Regions from separate parts of the Mus musculus genome. Here region 1 is linked to region 2. The links are chromatin contacts, called in public HiChIP or PLAC-seq maps. All regions are on one chromosome and are shown on one strand. The core of a region is the stretch at or near the end of the contact, and the rest is flanking DNA. Distances in the headings are between cores, read along the strand shown.

Region 1 (3,997 bases), core at 933-3,432, 600 kb before region 2:
TGAGAGATAACGAGGGACTTCAAACTAGCAGGGCTTTGCTATAAATAGTTTGGGGTGTGGTGGGAAGAAATTTGAAAGAAATTGGGTGAACATCTTTTTTCAAAGAAACACTCTAGTCAGGTCTTAAGGTGGAAATCACAGACAAAAGGGAGTGTGGTTTACCAAATTATAAATAAAGAAAACCCATCCACTGAAAGAAGCTTCGCTACAATGTGTGTGCCCGCGAGCGTGTGTGTGTGTGTGTGTGTGTGTGTGTGTGTGTGTGTGTGTGTGTATTTCTTCCATCTGGGAGAGAAATGCTGGAAAGGCACTTAATATTCATGACTGACACAGTTTCTCTGTACTGTCAGTCAGCTGGAACCAGAGCACACAGCTGGTTAGCAAGCACAGCTCTGCGTCACGGTTCCTCTGGTGACCTTAAGCAGCGAGTCAGGCATGGAGCACTGGAACACTTCCTGCTGGCTTACTTTTTCTCTTCAGAGGTGGGGAAGTGACCAACATCTGCCCCCGAATAGCCAGCCTCCTTTCTTCGCCTTTCAAGTTCTTATCAGAAGCCAACACCAGATCATGAGAATCTAAATCCAATTATCAGTCTCCAGAATAAGGGAGAAAAAGCCCCGCATACCCGGTAACATTTCTTATTTGCAGGCAAAGTAATTTGTTAGATAGAAGCTTCACTCTTGTTTTTTACAGCACCAAGGTGATGCACAGATACTTGAAAAGGCCTTCTTTGAGAAAATTTGCCATAAATATTCAGGAAATCTAAACTTTTGGGGGAAAGTCATTATTAAAATATATCTATTTTTTTAAGGCTATACATTTCTTGAGTCAGATTCTACTAGCTTTTATGACACACTTGCCTAGAATTCTAATCTGAACAAACATATTTATCAGATTTTTTTCTTCTTTTGCACACACTTAGGATATGTATGGATGCCTAATTACAACCTCAGGATTTTAGCTTTTTATATACTAAGTGAAAGCCCACAGCTTTCCGCTGTATGCCCTGATCAGAGTTTGGAATAGAGGCGCTGACACATGAGAGGATGGATGCCACTGATGTGCCTTACTCTTCCGGAACAGAAAGGCAGTGACCCGCTGCCATTTCTTCCTGGAGCTTGAAATCTGTCAGAAATGTGAAATCAGAAACAGAAGGAAATGCACGCCTCAAATCCCCTTCTATAATTCTAATTTGCCTTGGCATATCGCAGTATTTAATCAATAAGAAAATATTTGGGTGAAGAGGACTCAACAAAAAAGAAGCGCGTTATTTTTAGACAATATTTTACGGGTTGGATAACTCTTAGGCCATATCAATGCCCTTATTCCCACCTGAGGGATCACTTAAAACCAGCTTATATGTCCCAGGGCAAAACCGTGGCAATAAATTCCCAGTGCTCCAGCCTTCTGAGAATTGATCGCAGATTTATCCATCTCTGCCTTTTGGTTCTGGAGCAGACTCTAAAGATCCCAGGATGACGGCGTGTGCTTGTGATCCTGCAGTACCAGAGACTTAATTAGACATCAAATGTGCACTGCCTAATGATGGCTGTTTAAATTATGTAGGCACACACTACAACTCTCAGACCCACACATGGGAAGGAAGCATGAGGTAAAAATACAGTAAATCCCCCTTTGAGACATCGGGATGTGGGGGGAAATACCTCGTCACCGCTGGCAGCCTCCCAACTCGCCCCTCTCCTCTAATAGTCTGGGCTGTTTCGTATTTCACAGTTCATTGCTGCTCTTTCTGTCTCCCCACAACCAAGTCTGCTCCACTTCGCATTTATCAATTTAATACCTTGGCTAATTTCATCCTAGAATAATGTTTCTGTTTATAGAAGTCTAGCCCCTGTGGCAGGCAGCGAATACTCAGGGGTTTCCGGGAAGCAATGTTAATGCACACTGAAGTGGTAGGAGAGGCCCTCCAATCACAGCCCAGCACCCGCTTCCACTGCCTAGTCCGCCCCAGCCTTGGGGGTGTGATTAGGATCCTGCTGTGTGCAGCTGTTCTCAGCACATCCTGGGACAGAGAAGGCAGGGGGTACCTCAGGACCAGACCCAGCGACCCCAATGAGAGGAACAACACGTAATTAATTATTTCAACTGAAGGTCAAGGGCCACTGTGTGTTATCAGGACACAACGCACTGATTGCTCAGGGCCAAGGACGCGTTCCATTCCCCTCCACAGCTTGTACCACACATGACCAAGGTGAAGCAGGATTTGATCTGCTCAACAAATTGGTGTGTTGCCGAGAGGGAAGAACTCTGGCTGATTAACGGAGGATTGATGACTGCGTATGTTCCCAGGTAGAACCATCTGGGCAGGTGTCTTTTAACTAAGATTAATAAGCATATGTCACCACACGTTACGAGAGGCACAATGGTGGAGAATCAAAAATTTCTGAGTCCAACTGTCACGCTGCCACCGAGCAAAAGAAATTTTTTCCCAGGTAAACAAAACATTGTTCCAGCTTGGCTAGAGAAAGGTGACCTAGCTGCACCCAAAATAGTTTATACCCAAGGTACATAGCTCTCCACATCTCTGGAAAAGCAGACATAAACCAGAGGCTTCTCCGCCCAGGCTAAAGTACAGGGTGTAAGATTTCCTCTCAGCCAGAAGTCCGCATGCATATGGCCCCAAGTCAACACCCAAGCTTATAAGGTTCTGTCTGCTGCCAAGCAGCAGGGCATTCGCGGGTTCTTCTCAAAGATTGGAGAATGAGGGACCAGGGGGACCTGTAATTGCCAAGGACAACTGCAGATAAGTTGAAGATCATGAAGACAAATCGGGAGTGTCTCAAAGCACGCCACAGCTTGCCCCATGATGCCAATTTAAAGTTTCTTCTACAATATGAACGTGGGCCAGCACCCTGAACTCCCAAGGAACTCTGAGCCCACATTTTGTTTTCGTGTCTTTTTTTTTTTTTTTTTTTTTTTTTTTAGTTTTTCGAGGCAGCATTTCTCTGTATAGCCCTGGCTGTCCTGGAACTCACTTTGTAGACCTGGCTGGCCTTTAACTCAGAAATCCGCCTGCCTCTTCCTCCCAAGTGCTGGGATTAAAGGCGTGTGCCACCACACCCGGCTGCATTTTGTTTTCAAATGCAGGACCAAAGTATGTTTCCTCTCTGTAACCGATGTGTGGGAATATTATTTTACATCTTTCTGGGAAACTGTGGGCAGCACCTTCTCACAATGACTGCAAAGTCCCTGGGAAACAGTATCTTGTCTACAAAAGATGATTATATTCATGTGTAAACCATATATTAAAATAATAAAAATATAAGAAATAATAATTCCATCTGTAGTCCCTGTGAAATCTTTATATCAATGAAGACAGATAGATCTCTTAACATACATCTCTATGTCTCCATGAATTGAAAACGGTCACCTCACTGGAAGCAGAATGCAAACGTGAAGTCCAGGCACAGCAGAGAGAAGACGGGACAGAGAAAGGTTTGAACAGGGCTATGTTTCCAAGCTAAAGCATATTATTTTTTCCCCCATCAGGTTGCAGTCATTAATGTGTCTCACATGAGACATAGGAAAGGTGTTATTTCCCCAGATTATATACATTTTTACTCTTTATACTTTGCCATAGTTCATTCATGTCTCGTGTTTGATGGCTTGGAATTAACCACCTGTGTGGGAGGGCTGCATCTAGGCTATCAGAGACCAGGGATAATCAACCAAGAACCGGGTCATGGGCAAAAGCTAGCTAGGTAGTAATTACATAGCATGCACTTGTCATGCCTCGCCCTGCACAGAACGGAGAGTCACTAAATATTTGTTATTGATGAAGAAGGATCGAGAATTGGCAGGGACCGAAAGACCAAAGGTCAGAAGGGCAGAAACCAGCCCAGCAAAAAGGAGCGTCCTAATGAAACAGAAGTTCGGCAAGGTTCAGTCATTTGGAGAAGCAATTGCTGTTGCAGGAGGGAGTCATCTCTCAACCTACGCAGAATCTACTGTACTCTTTCCATTACCAAACTCAGGA
Region 2 (4,541 bases), core at 277-2,776:
AAGCAGTGTATGTGTTTGTGGGTTTATCCACCCAGATACTTGATATACTAACATGGAAAAAAGTAAATATATATATATGTATTTATATCTCTATTTACATATATCTGCAAATATACATGTATATGTAAATAAATGTGTGTATATTATATGTGTATATACATATACGCATATATTCTTATATACATATATGTAAATGTACATATATGTGTATTGTGTATGTTTAAATGTATATGTATGTGTGTAGGTATGTTTGTGTGTATATGTATATGTATATGTATATGTATATGTATATGTATATGTATATGTATATGTATATGTATATGTAGCTAAAACACACCATGGCTAAAATTTATAAGGACACAGAATTTGTTTTTCTAACATTTGGACTATTGGAAACATTTTCTGTCCCTGATGTGTGAGGAAGAGCTGAATTATACAAAAGTCAAAATAGTCCGCACACAGCAGCTGGTGCTTCTGAGCCCACTGTGGCCCTTCAGCTTCAGAACCTGGGGATAAGGCTCCTCTTCGGTAAAACTCAGATGCAGTTGATAAGCGACATAAATAAGAAAACACACTACACAGGTTAAAGAATTCTACTGAATATTGGGAGAAAAGGGGGCCTTTATAACATCATAGAGATGAGTGGGATCAGTATACAGTTATTCCAGTTTCACAGGAAAGACTATCAGGCAACACAGATCGGTCTTCTGTGGTGGAGACTGGCTGACCTCAGGCTATTTCTTCTAAAACACAGTTCCTTGTTTTTATTATTACTTCTTAGGACTGCATAGTGAAAATACCATCCATTTAAGCTACAATCCATGGTGTCCTCAGACCTGTGGTTCCACAATATCACAATGAACTTGTGATAGATTGAACGAAATCATTTTGATGTTTGAAAATGGGGAAAGTAAAACAAATCACAGTTTAGATCATTCATCTGCTGAATTCCCCCATGTCTCTGCTCTGTGCCAGGTTGCTGGGTTTATGTCAGGAGTGAGATCCCTGCCCTTATGCAGCTGGTATTCTCCTGAAGAACGGAGACTAATTTAAAAACAAAAACAAAAACAAAAAAAAAGCAACGGTTATGTAAATGACCATGCAATAGGCAATGGTTATGTAAATGACCACACAATATACAGCTGCTATGCAAATGACCAAACAATACATACAATGGTTATGTAAATGACCATACAGTGTACAACAGTTATGTAAATGACCACACACTATGCAATGGTAATGTAAATTAATATACAATATACAATGGTTATGTGCATGTCACATGAACATAGAAGCAAAACTGTCCAGATGAACAAAGGATACTAATAGGAGTGAGGGGTGAGAAAATTTAGGGGGCACATGGGGAGATGTTCAAAATGCATTATATAATTGTATGATAAAGTCCTTATACATGAATATAACCTACGAAAGGAACTTTTATTTGCCTGATATCATTGTAATCTGGGAAGTTTACTGCTGAATAAGCTCACTCTTTTGTAGTTCTTTCTGAGCTCTGGCTGGCTGGTTCAGCTCAGTTGTTCTGGCTCAAGTTTCTCGCCAAACTGACTGACTCATTCTGGCTTCTCTCAGCTTCTCACTAAAATGCTCTGCTTGGCTTCAAACTTAATTCTGGCAATTTGTTGTGATCTTCAGGCTCCTTCTTGTTCCCTGGCTTCGACTGACTCTGCTGACCTGCCCTGAATTATATGAACTCACAAAGGATCTCAACTCCACTGTACTGCACTCACTGCCTGGACTCCCAACTGACTGATTCCTAATCTCAACTCCACTCATTGGACTGAGGGAACTGACTCTCCTGCACTGCTCTTCAACCGTTAGTGTCCCGAGAGTTGAGCATATCTAATCTTTGACTCATTCTATCAAATCCTTTTCACTTTGTCTGCCCCTCAATTAGAAGTCACTGTTCAGGATTAAAGGTGTCTACTAAGGGTGTGTCTATCTTCCAGCCAGAAGAACTAAAGGTGTATGGCACATTTGCATGCTACTCAGATCACACAGACCTGGAAGGTCTTTGGATATGATCACAGCAGCCATGATGCTGAACTAAAATTCTTCTACAGTAACCCAATAAAATGAGTAGCATGCAATGAAAGTGTCATAAAATATAAGTAGAATAGTAAGATCAGCATAAATGAGAGCAAGAGGGGTGAGGAGATAGAAGACAGGTGTCTGTGTTATTTAACCTCTTATTGGAGCTCAGTCCTTTTAGCTTGCATGATTGAGTGAAAATTTGTTTCTTCTTCTTCTTCTTCTTCTTCTTCTTCTTCTTCTTCTTCTTCTTCTTCTTCTTCTTCTTCTTCTTCTTCTTCTTCTTTTTCTTCTTCCCTACTACTTTTTCTTCTCCTTCTTCTTCTACTACTACTACTTCTACTTCTTCTACTGCTACTTCTTCTTCTAATTCTCCTTCTACTTCTACTTCTTATTCTTCTTCTTTCTTCTACTTCTTCTTCTTCTTTCTTCTTCTTCTTTTTCATTTTCTTCTTCTGTTTTTCAAGACATAGTTTATTTAGGCATTCACTGGTCGATGGGCATTGAGGTTGAGGATTTGCATAATGACATGACTGTTGTCAACAACAATATTAATGTATTTCAGAACAAAGAGTCTTAACACATAGAAATGATAAATGTTGAGGTGGTATGGATGCAGAATACACTCATTTGAGTTTTACATATATGTATATAAATATATATATATATTTATATAAATATATATATATGTATGTATATGTGTGTATACATACATATACATATACATATATATACATATATATAGGAACTAACATGTTGTACCCCATAAATATGTATAGATACTACATGCTATCTTTAAAATTTCAAAAAATAACCTAAAAATGTAAACAGATAGCTAAAGAGGACCTCTCAAGACATAATCTTTTGAAGAAGACCCAGGAGATGAGAAAGGCAGCCCAGGGAGCCTGCGAGGACAGTTGTGTCAGGCTGTCAGAAAGTGAAGAAGAGGAAGGCTGGGAAAGGCTGGCTGTAGAGTGTTAAAAGTGCTTTTCCCAGTGGTTCACAGAGTTCAGAATAAGGAGAGTGGCATCCTGACTCTGGGACACAAAGGCAAAGTCTGGGAGCACAGGAGAAATGTATTTGGGGGTTGGGGGGGGAGGGAAATCACTAAAACTCACAGATTCAGATATCTGAGATAACAAGAGTAAAGACTGCATTTCAGGGCTCCGGTGAGTTTTATGGTTAATATCTAGGAATGATGGCTCTATCTTGATAAGAAAAGGAAAATGTAATCATTGAAGACTTTGTCAAATTATTTCTGAATGTAGCAAAATATACAAAACATAAATTTACCTTTTATTCATTTTCATGTGCGAGTATAGTGTACATATGTGTATGCCTGTTTCCACATGTGGGGTGCACATTGGACGTGGTACATATTCCCACACATATGTGCTCATGAGCCTATAGAGGTTGATGGCAGCAGTCATCCTCAGTCAATCACGCTACCACATCATTCGGGGAGGCAGGGTTTCTCCAGGGAGGCAGGGTCTCTCCATCAAACCCTAAGCTCGCCTGCGTAACTGGTCTCCCTAGCCAGCTTGCTTTGTGGTTCCCTGTCTCTGCATTCTCAGACTGGAAATAGTGGTGAAACTCGACGTTCTCCTGACATTTATTTACAAGGTGCAGGGGGTCCAAACGCATGATTCTCAACACTTTAATCATTTTACCATCTTCTTAGCTTCAAATATTCTATTTTAACCATGTTTGTACATATTCAAATGCTTGTAGGCTTCACTGCCGCCCATTTCCAGAACTTAAAGTACAAAAGTACATTAAAAAACAAGACCCCCTTTTCTTCCTTCCATCTCACCCTGGCAACCACCAATCTCCTTGAATTGTGTGTGTGTGTGAGAGAGAGAGAGAGAGAGATGTGTGATGTGTAAGTGTGTGTGCATAAGCATACACACGTGTGTGCTTGTGTTTATGAATACACATGCATACCTATGCAGAAATGTAGGGTCTAGAGGACAGGTTTCAGTCTAAACTTTTCTACCTTGTTTGCGGCAGACTATCTTTGCCACTGTGTGGCCAGGATAGCTGGAGATCCTCCTGCCTCAGCCACTTATCTAGGATTATATATATACAGCCACTACTTTATATGATTTCTGGGGGTCCATTCTCAGACTTGTACAGCAAGCCCTTTTACCCATTGTGCCATCTTCCCAGGACAAATTTTAAATGAATATTTTCCTTTTCTTCCAGGGACTGGTAATGGTGATTGAACCTTGGGCTTTATACACACAAGGTGAGAGTCCTGTCACGGAGCTATCCTGTCAGCCCTCTGATCACTCAAAGAATACCCTCTCAGAGGAGAAAGGGGTGGAGGGTATAGACTCTGTGAGCGGGAGGATGGGACAGGGAGTGTATGGGATGTAAAACTAACTGATTAATTAATTAATTAATTTTTTAAAATATAAAATAAAGTATATCTGTAAGCAAAATCGTATAACAATTTATCTTTTATATGTCTGGCTTATCTTGCTCAGCAT

Evidence for each region. HiChIP or PLAC-seq counts read pairs in DNA pulled down with a chosen protein or histone mark.
Region 1: an H3K4me3 HiChIP or PLAC-seq map of embryonic basal ganglia shows a contact between it and region 2, with 4 times the contacts expected there. The contact joins two enhancer-like sites. A contact is called at or near these places in 1 of 115 datasets of contacts at active chromatin or transcription factors (embryonic basal ganglia) and 1 of 9 other capture datasets (embryonic stem cells).

The regions. Positions count from the first base shown.
Region 1 is chr14:119,829,541-119,833,537 of GRCm38.p6, reverse strand. The region is part of intron 1 of Hs6st3 (heparan sulfate 6-O-sulfotransferase 3); the gene reads right to left. Among named protein-coding and RNA genes, the nearest start is that of Gm41249, 33 kb to the right of the region's middle. Within about 2 kb of position 2,182, at least 49 of the 459 cell types and tissues checked have an H3K27ac peak or open chromatin away from gene starts, as enhancers often do. A contact at or near this core is called in embryonic basal ganglia, where this site is marked.
Region 2 is chr14:119,230,361-119,234,901 of GRCm38.p6, reverse strand. The region is part of intron 1 of Hs6st3 (heparan sulfate 6-O-sulfotransferase 3); the gene reads right to left. Among named protein-coding and RNA genes, the nearest start is that of Hs6st3, 94 kb to the right of the region's middle. Within about 2 kb of position 1,526, at least 5 of the 459 cell types and tissues checked have an H3K27ac peak or open chromatin away from gene starts, as enhancers often do. A contact at or near this core is called in embryonic basal ganglia, where this site is marked.